Regions from separate parts of the Oryctolagus cuniculus genome. Here region 2 is linked to region 1. A link is a contact called in public Micro-C data. All regions are on one chromosome and are shown on one strand. The core of a region is the stretch at or near the end of the contact, and the rest is flanking DNA. Distances in the headings are between cores, read along the strand shown. Region 1 has its middle 100 kb from the start of CYP1B1. Region 2 holds the start of CYP1B1 (cytochrome P450 family 1 subfamily B member 1).

Region 1 (4,515 bases), core at 19-2,518:
ATTCATTTTCGATTATCTTAATATACAGAAGATCAGCTTAGTATACCTTAAGTAAGTATTTCAACAGTTTGCTCCCACACAGAAACATAAAGTGAAAAATAATAGATGATTTTTTTAAAATGATGATGAAATCAGATCAGACCTATTGTCATGTTTAATCCCAGTGAGAGTCAAGTTGGGAATTGAAAATTTCTTTCTTTTTTTTTTTTTTTTTTTTTTTTTTTTTTACAGAAGATCAGTTTAGTGTACATTAAGTAAAGATTTCAGTCGTTTGCACCCCCATAGAAACACAAAGTGAAATATACTGTTTGAGTACTCGTTATAGCATTAAGCCTCAGTGTACAGCACGTTAAGGACCGAGATCCTACATGAGGAGTAAGTGCACAGTGACTCCTGTTGTTGACTTTACCAATTGACACTCCTGTTTATGGCATCAGTAATCTCCCTATGCACCAGTTATGAGTTTCCAAGGCTATGGAAGCCCCTTGAGTTCTCCGACTCTTATCTTGTTTAGACACGGTCATAGTCAAAGTGGAGGTTCTCTCCTCCCTTCAGAGAAAGGCACCTCCCTCTTTGAAGACCTGTTCTTTCCACTGGGATCTCACTCACAGAGATCTTTTTGCCAGAGTGTCTTGGCTTTCCATGCCTGAAATACTCTCATGGGCTTTTCAGCCAGATCCGAGTGCCTTTAGGGCTGATTCTGAGGCCAGAGTGCTATTTAGGACATCCGCCATTCTATGAGTCTGCTGAGTATCTCACTTCCCATGTTGGATCACTCTCCCCTTTATTTATTCTATCGGTTGGTGTTAGCAGATACTAGACTTGTTTATGTGCTCCCTTTGACTCTTAGTCCTTTCATTATGATCAATTGTGAACTGAAATTGATCACTTGGAGTAGTGAGATGGCATTGGCACATGCCACCTTGACTTTTCCATGAACTTTTGCAAGATCTCCTGGATGTATGGATTTCAAAAAATTTTTTATACCCAAATAAACTTATCTTTTAAAGAAAAACCATTTATTTATTTTGTTTGTTTATTTATTTAAATTTATTTGAAAGGCAGAGAGAGAGAGAGAGAGAACCTTCATCTGCTGCTTTGCTCTCCAAATGCCTACAACAACCGAGACAGGTCAAAGTTAGGGGTCTGCAATTCCACTGGGTCTCACCCGTAGGTGTCAGAACTGAAGCACTTGAGCTGTGATCTGCTGCCTCGCAGGGAGGCCATGCAGGCAGCTGGGTTGGAAGCCAAGGCAGGACCCCATCCAGGACACTCTGATGCGGGACACAGACACCCCACGGGGTAGCTTAGCTTGCTGTAGCACCTTGCCTTCAGCTAAACGTAGCTTTTTCATTTCCACTTTTCCATGAACGTTCTGGACTACTCTCAGACACTTTCACTTGAATTGTTGATCACTAATACGAGGTGCACTTTCCGAGTGTGCCCCCCTCCAAGGGCTGTGGTCTCTGCATCTCCCTCTCCTTGCTCCCACAGAATTTGCTGGTGGAATTTCAGATCTTCCACGGGGCTCTCAGAGACAGGGAAGGAAAACCAGGCTTTGCAGCCAGAAAGCCAGGGCTTTTTGAACGACCAAATTGTTCACAGCTGTTTGTTTACTGGGTTAGACCGCTTGGCCTCTCCCAGCTTTGCATGTAATTACCTTGGCTGCGTGTGTTGGAGAATTTGTCTGTACGGCAGCGTGGCTCTTGAAATCAGCGATGGATTTCTGTGCGCATCGCAATGCATTTTTCGTCGGTGTTCCGCAGTCTCTGGAGCAACGTGCGGGGCGTCTGTTTTCTGCGTGGTGCCAAAGTTGTGAAGATGTGAGCTCCTCCTTCTGTTCGGCTATGAAACCGCTGGCAGTGCGTGGGCGGCTGTGGGGGCTAGGGGGTCGGGTCACGGTCTCAAGCTGGTAGGCTTTGGGACTGTGCTAGTTTGCAAATGGAAAATCCTCCAATCTGGGAAAGCCCCTCAGTCCTGAGTAACCGGGTGGTTGGCACCCTGCAGGGGGTATGGGAGCTGCTGGTGGGCAAAGAACAAACATGGAGGAGAAAAGAAGCAGATGCAAAGCGCTAATCCCGAGAAGGAAGTGCAATGCTGTAGGCACTGCCCTGGAGCCAGCCGCGAGCCCCCTGCTGTCCTCCGGGCCCAGGGCCCCGGGCAGGGCGGTGCAGTCGGGTGCTTAGCAGCGGGGTCTCTGCAGCCCTCTGGCTCGCTGTGTGACGGGAACACTGCCTACTCCCAGAAATTCCAGGAACACTCAGCCTATTTTTTTCCCAGAGACCCTGACTACAACTATGCAGAGCAACCTAATGCCTTCGGTGGGGGTGCTCCAGAGATGCTCACGGAGGGTGGAATTAAAACGTAAGTTTATTGTGGTTTAGAAAAATTTCGAAATCTGCACATATGAGACATCTTCAAAAAGTCTGTGGAAAATGCATATCATGACAAAGCTGTGCATGAGTTTCAAAAATGTTTTTACATCAAAATAACCTTACCTTTAAAACATTATTTATTTACCTGAGAGAGAGAGAGGAAAGAGAGAGAGTGAGAGAGAGAGAGAGAGACTCCCAGTCATTGACTCATTCCCTACACACCTGCAAGGGCTGGGGCTGAGTCACGTGGTGGAAGCAGGGATCCAGGAGCTGAGTCCAGGTCCTCCGTGTGGGCAGCAAGGACCCAACTCCTTGATCCGTCTCTTGCTGCCTCCGAGGGTCTCATCACCAGTGCTGGAACTGCTCACCAGAGCTGGGCACTGAACTCAAGTGCTGTGGGAGGGTATGCAGTTGTCTCAATTGCTATGCCAGACACCTGCCCCTTAACCTTATCTTCTAAGTCCATTTTCCCACAGACTTTTTGAAGAACGCTTACATGAAGAAAATCAGTAGGAATTCCTACCCTAAGTATCGCCTTTTCTGGCTCTGTCACAAAACAGTCCCCAAGCAGCAGTGGCCGCAGGAGCAACACTGCTTCACGACAATGTGAGACGTGTAGGCTGTAATTCCTGATACTATTCTTAAAGCAATCAGAATTTCTGGGCCATTAGTTGGATTCCAGTGTTCGGGCAGGAAAAAGGAGGGCTTGGGACATCTTGTTGCTGTAGCCTGAAAACAAAGAACTTTCCAGAAGCCGAGAGGTGGTGCTTCTGGGAGCTTCCATGAGCCCCATTGTGCAAATGTGAACATCAAATGCTAAGACCAATGTGGCTAATTGATACAAATTGAGTTTGTGAAAAGCTATGAGCTCATAAGAATACTTTCAGGAGAAAGGTGCAGATGAATATAGTTAGAACCCAAAAGAAGGAGGAGTATGATAGAAAAGTATAGTGTCGGAGAGTGCTTCATTAGTGTGTGGAAGCTGGAACAAAAGCTTATTGTGGTGCAAAAAGTTTCTGAAAACCATGCACAGTTTTTTCATAATCAACTTTTTTTTAAAGATTCATTTTTTATTTGAAAGTCAGAGTTACATAGAGAGAGAAGGAGAGGCAGAGAGAGAGAGGTCTTCCATTTGCTGGTTCACTCCCCAATTGGCTGCAACGGTCAGAACTGTGCCCATCTGAAGCCAGGAGCCAGGAGCTTCTTCCGGGTCTCCCACGCGGGTGCAGGGGCCCAAGGACTTGGGCCATCTTCTACTGCTTTCCCAGGCCACAGTAGAGAGCTGGATGGGAAGTGGAGCAGCTGGGACTTGAATCGGTGCCTATATGGGAGGCGGGCACTGCAGACGGTGGCTTTACTTGCCATGTCACAGCACTGGCCCCTAAAATAAACTTTTTCATGAACTTTTTGAGGACATCTCATTTGCATGGGTTTCAAAATGCTTTTGCATCACAATTATCTTTTTAAAAATAGTTGATTTTGGGGGCCTGCATTGTGGTAGAGTGGGTACAGCTGTCTGAGATGCTGGCATCCCGTAAGGGTGCTGGTTTGAGTCCCAGCTACTCCATTTCATATCTAGCTCCCTGCTATGGCCTGGGAAGGACAACGGAAGATGACCCTTGTGCTTGGGTCCCTGCACCCATGTGGGAGACCCAGATGAAGCTCCTGGCTTCGGCCTGGCCCAGCACTGGCTGTCGCGATCATCTAGGGAAGAGAGAGAGAGAGAGAGAGAGAAAGATGTTCCACCTGCTGGTTCACTCTTCAAATGCCTGCAACAAGCAGGGCTCGGCCAGACTAAAGCCTGAAGCCTGGAACTCATTCTGGGTCTTGCACATGGGTCGCAGGGGCACAAGTACCTGAACCATCATCTTCCATCTCCCAGGATGCATTCGTAGAAGCCAGATCAGAAGTAGCTGGAACTGAAGTAGCAGTCCAATATGGGACGCAGACATCGCAAGCAGCGGGCCTCCCCTGTGCACCCTAACGCTCCCCACCACAATTACCTGTTAATTCCACTTTCCGTGAACTTTTATGTTTACCCCATCCATGTAGATATTATGTACTTAATATTAAGAACATGTCTGTTTTAAAGTGCTATTTATATTTATTTTTCTCTGTACAAGCAGGAGAGAAGAAACTC
Region 2 (4,789 bases), core at 813-3,312, 100 kb after region 1:
TTTGGAAGTTATTTGCAGCAAACAAGTCAAGTTTGAGATCTGGGAGGATCCCCATAGGATGCAATCCCCACACCCTATCTTGCTACTGGAAGGAGCTTCCTGCGTCTCGGAGCCCTGCTTTGGTGGAGCAGTTGTAACTATTAAGAGGTCTGATGCGCAGTCTCACTTCCGGAAGGCTGCACCTCCAGGGGCTCCGGACTACAACGCGGGCGACTTTGGATCTATCCAAAGTCTTCATCAGGTACCTGATGGGCCCTCCAACGAGGTCCGCACCAGAGAGCCCAGAAAAAGCCTCAGGGGTCTGAAGACGTGCCGGTGGCCCGCAGTTTTGGCTTGCTGTAACCGTCAAGGGCCTGTCTTTCTGACAGCCTGCGCCCAACTGGTTCCTCTTCATTTTCGGGCGTGTCTGGGAACAAAAAGCCCAGCGCAAGAAGCATAGCTTGGAGGCTGCAGCTGGGCTACCTGCTGTTTATTTCCTCCGGCACGAACGAGCGAGCGTGAGAGCTCTGGCTCCACCTCTTGAGAGCTGCGTGACGAGGACTCAGCCACATACCTTCTCTGAACCCGGGTTTCCTAGCTGTAAACGGGGCCATAATAAATGGCCTGGGTTCGGAGCACGGGTGGAGTTCAAAGTAGAGGGTTGTTCCGTCGTTAACAAGCAACTTTTACATTTACCCTCGATGACCCCAGAAGCCTGCAGGTGCGAGCACTTGCGACCAGGCTAATCGAATGCCTCCCGCCTCTTTCCCTGCTCCCCCTTGCCCCCAGCCTCGCGGAGATCACCGATTTTTCAGGGGTCTTGCAAATGCGGTGCTAAGCACCAGCCGAAAAGAGAGGGCACGGCGGGCAGGAAGACAACCGTGTGCCAAGCGCCCCTGGCGTCCCTTTGGGAAGGAAGCGCCCCGCCCCGAGCGCACGCACTCCGCGAACGCGCAGAGAGAGCCCTGCGTGCGGAGGGTGCACCGTGCGCTCCCCGCCCGGCCAGCTGGTGGGAGCCGGGGGCTCGCTTCGCGGGCCGGCCGGGCGCGGCAGTGCGTGCGCCGACTAGGGCGGTGGCGGCCGGCACCCCGCCCTCGGCCGCCGTCCCAGTCGCCGCCTCGGCGTGTCAGGTGCCGTGAGAAGCGCCCAGGGATATGACTGCTGCCGACTTCCCAGAAGCGGCGCACGCAAGGCACAGCTCCGCACGCAAAGGGGAGGTGACAGCAGGGGAAACTTTTCAACCCGATCAAGTTCGCAGGCGCACGGAGGCTGGCCTCCGCCTCCCACCCGCCGCCCTCCCTCCCGTCCCCTCACCCTCATTCTCCTATTCGCCCCAGTTTGGCTCCCCGCCCTGCGCCGACAGCCTCGCGGCGGGCGGCGCCATCTGGAGTCGCAGCCCCGCGGGCGGGAAACGTCAGGACCCGCTCGCGCCGGGAGGGTGCTGGCCCCGGGGCGGGAAGCGGCTCTACTTTAGGGGAGTCCTGATCTCGTTGCCAGAGGTGCAGAGAGAACCTTGCAAGTCACAGGGCCACGAGTAGGGGTGCCGATTTGTTTGCGAAAACCTAAATAAAGTAAAATAAAAAGGGGCTCTGCGCGGCTAGGCACCATCACCACCACGCAAGCTTTCCTCATTTGCACACCGCAGGTTTCCGTTCCCGGCTCGGGAGCCCAAGCAACGTGCGCCGCTTTCTCGCGGGCAACGAAGCTCAAGTCTCTGGGAGGGAAGGGAGATAGTGGGCGGCGGCGCGGGGGCCGATTCCCACCCCGAGCGCCGCTGCAGGGCCAGCTTCTGTCCCCAGCGGGGCTCTGGGGCAAAACGTGGGGCCTCGGGGCCGGGGGGGGTGGGGGAGGACTGATTAAGAGTCATTGTTGGCCCAGCGAAGAGTTCACACCGCCGCTTCCAGGAAAGCCGCCAGCTACGGCGCCAAGGTCTTCGGGGGCGCCTCGTGGGACCACCGGAGTCGGAGTCGCAGCGGCGGGGACTTTGGCAGCGCGGCCCGCCCCCCGCTGGCCCCGCCCCGGCCAGGTCCTGCTTCCTCCTCCTCCGTGCAGTCCTTAAAGCCCGGAGCAGCGGATGGCGCGTGCCGAGTCTCCGGAGCGCGCGCAAACACCCCCGCGACACCAGCTGTGGGAGCCGCGCAGCGGATGAGAGCGCTGGGAACTGACTCCACTCATCGACCCCCAGTCTCAATCCCAACGCTCTGAGGAAAGCCCGACGTTGCCCGAGCCCCAGGTGCAGAGGGACTCTGCAAAGGAGGCACCTTTTTCCGTCCCCATCCCTAGCCAAGCGTTCTTGCCTCTGCCGACTCCAGAGTGGGTGTTAAGGCTCCCGGAGCGGGCAGCAGGTGTCCAGGGCTGGCCTCCAGGGTTCCTGGAGACTCTCGGGTGGACGTCTTGCCCTCGGCAAAGGTCCCAGCCCTTTCTCGGAGCCGGCTGTCCCGCGCCGCAGGAAACCGCACCTTCCCGCAGGTCAGTCTGTCCGCGGAACCGCCTTCCCACGGCCTCCGCAGATGGGTTCTTGCAGGTCACAGGTGGGGCGGTAGGCACTTTGAAAGACACCCAGCGCTACCGCCTCAAGGCCTCTGGCGTTGTCCCTGAATCGCAGGAACCGTTAGGAGGCGGGTGGGGTGGAGGTAGGAGGGGGGGCTGGAGCTGGGTCGCGGAGTGGCCAAAACACGCTCCTTCCCATCCCCTTGGGAGACTGGAGATGGGAAAGGGCGGCTTCTGTCACCCCTTTAGAGAGCCCTGCCCTGCGCAGCTCTCCTTTCCACCCGGGGACGCACAGTAGCGGAGGCTGCGGAAGGGGCTGGGGCCTTTCTCTGCACACCTGAGTGTCACCTCTTCGTCTTTGTGTCCCCAGCATGGTCACCAGCCTCAGCCCGGACGCGCCTCGGCTGCTGAACTCGCTGTCCTCCCAGCAGACCATGCTCCTGTTAGTCTTGTCGGTGCTGGCCGCCGTGCACGTGGGCCAGTGGCTGCTGAGGCAGCGACGGCGACAGCCCCTGTCGGCGCCCCCCGGCCCCTTCCAGTGGCCCCTGATCGGAAACGCGGCGGCGGTGGGCCGGGCGGCGCACCTCTCCTTCGCGCGCTTGGCCCGGCGCTACGGCGACGTCTTCCAGATCCGCCTGGGCAGCTGCCCGGTGGTGGTGCTGAACGGCGAGCGCGCCATCCACCAGGCCTTGGTGCAGCAGGGCGCCACCTTCGCCGACCGGCCGCCCTTCGCTTCCTTCCGCGTGGTGTCCGGCGGCCGCAGCCTGGCCTTCGGCCACTACTCGGAGCACTGGAAGGTGCAGCGGCGGGCGGCGCACGGCACCATGCGTGCCTTCTCCACCCGCCAGCCGCGCAGCCGCAGCATCCTCGAGGGCCACGTGCTGGGCGAGGCGCGCGAGTTGGTGGCGCTGCTGGTGCGCGGCAGCGCGGGCGGCGCCTTCCTCGACCCGAGGCAGCCGACCATCGTGGCCGTGGCCAACGTCATGAGCGCCGTGTGCTTCGGCTGCCGCTACAGCCACGACGACGCCGAGTTCCTGGAGCTGCTCAGCCACAACGAGGAGTTCGGGCGCACGGTGGGCGCGGGCAGCCTGGTGGACGTGCTGCCCTGGCTGCAGCGCTTCCCCAACCCGCTGCGCACCACCTTCCGCCAGTTCGAGCGGGTCAACCGCAACTTCAGCAACTTCATCCTCGACAAGTTCCTGCGGCACCGCGAAAGCCTCCGGCCCGGCGCCGCCCCGCGCGACATGATGGATGCCTTCATCCTCTCGGCGGGAAAAGCTGCGGGGGACTCAGGCGAAGGGGGCGCGCGGCTCGACTTGGAGAGCGTGCCCGCCACGGTCACGGACATCTTCGGCGCCAGCCAGGACACGCTCTCCACCGCGCTCCAGTGGCTGCTCCTCATCCTCACCAGGTAAAGCCTCCAGGAGGCATGGGTCGGGCCTTCCATTTGTCCTCCGAAATTGACTGATTGGGGCTTGAAAATGCGTAGGGCGCTAGGGTTTAGACCTTCGCTCCGGGTCCCTGCCGGGCAACCCTGATTGCGTGCCCAGGAGCGCACAGTGCGGGCCCGGACAGGCGCGCGCACAGGCGCGCACCCCTCCCCGCGCGGCCTGGCCCTCCCCATCTCTGATCTTGTCCCACCTGGCTTACGTCTCCCTCTTGTGAGTAGGAACACATTTGAGAGAACGCCCGCCCCCAACCCCCCGGAACAGCAACGTATTTAGAGGGCCGGTAGATAGCTGTCTTTCCCTGGCGCAATAATAGCAAAGCTGGAACAGTTCCGAAGGACAGGGAAGCGCAGTAAAAATGTTAAATAAACACAGCAGTAGCCTAATCGGCTCGCGTAGTCCTTGGCGCGCAGCGGAGGCCGCCCAGCCCTCCGCGCTTTAGAGCGAGCGGCGGCTCGGGACTTTGTTCCCGGGTAAGGGAAAGGCCCGCCCGCGGGCGGGTACCCGGCGCTGGAGCTGTCGGAAGGCGGCCAGGAAGCAGCCGGCAGTGACCGCAGGAGAAACAGACACTTTCGCCGAGAGCAGAGCAGCGTCGAGAAAGAACGCGGGGTGTCCAGAGGGCTCCTGCGGACGTCGCTGGCATCTGCCCCAGCCTTGGTGAGCGGGCCCCAGTGCCCACCTTGATAAAGGCTCCACCACCCTCCGATGCGCACGAATTAAACTGGCCCTGGTGTCGGGTTGCCAGATTGAGCAATTAAAAAAAATCAATTTTACATGGGGCATCCTTACCCTAAAGGATGGCCCACTGCTGATCCGAAATTCCTATTCAAGTGGACGGCCTCAGTTTGACCCGGAAACCTTATCCCAGCGGG

The links. A called contact is a pair of places that touch in the nucleus more often than the background predicts.
Region 2: a Micro-C map of ear pinna shows a contact between it and region 1, with 2.3 times the contacts expected there. The contact joins the promoter of CYP1B1 here to the enhancer-like site in region 1. A contact is called at or near these places in 2 of 6 Hi-C or Micro-C datasets (ear pinna and psoas muscle).

Annotation. Positions count from the first base shown.
Region 1 is chr2:164,612,808-164,617,322 of mOryCun1.1, forward strand. No RefSeq gene overlaps it. Among named protein-coding and RNA genes, the nearest start is that of CYP1B1, 100 kb to the right of the region's middle. Within about 2 kb of position 1,269, at least 1 of the 8 cell types and tissues checked has an H3K27ac peak or open chromatin away from gene starts, as enhancers often do. A contact at or near this core is called in ear pinna, where this site is marked.
Region 2 is chr2:164,713,749-164,718,537 of mOryCun1.1, forward strand. CYP1B1 (cytochrome P450 family 1 subfamily B member 1) reads left to right here and starts at 2,063. Exons shown (of 3, transcript XM_002709757.5): 1 at 2,063-2,448; 2 at 2,840-3,880. The coding sequence starts at 2,841.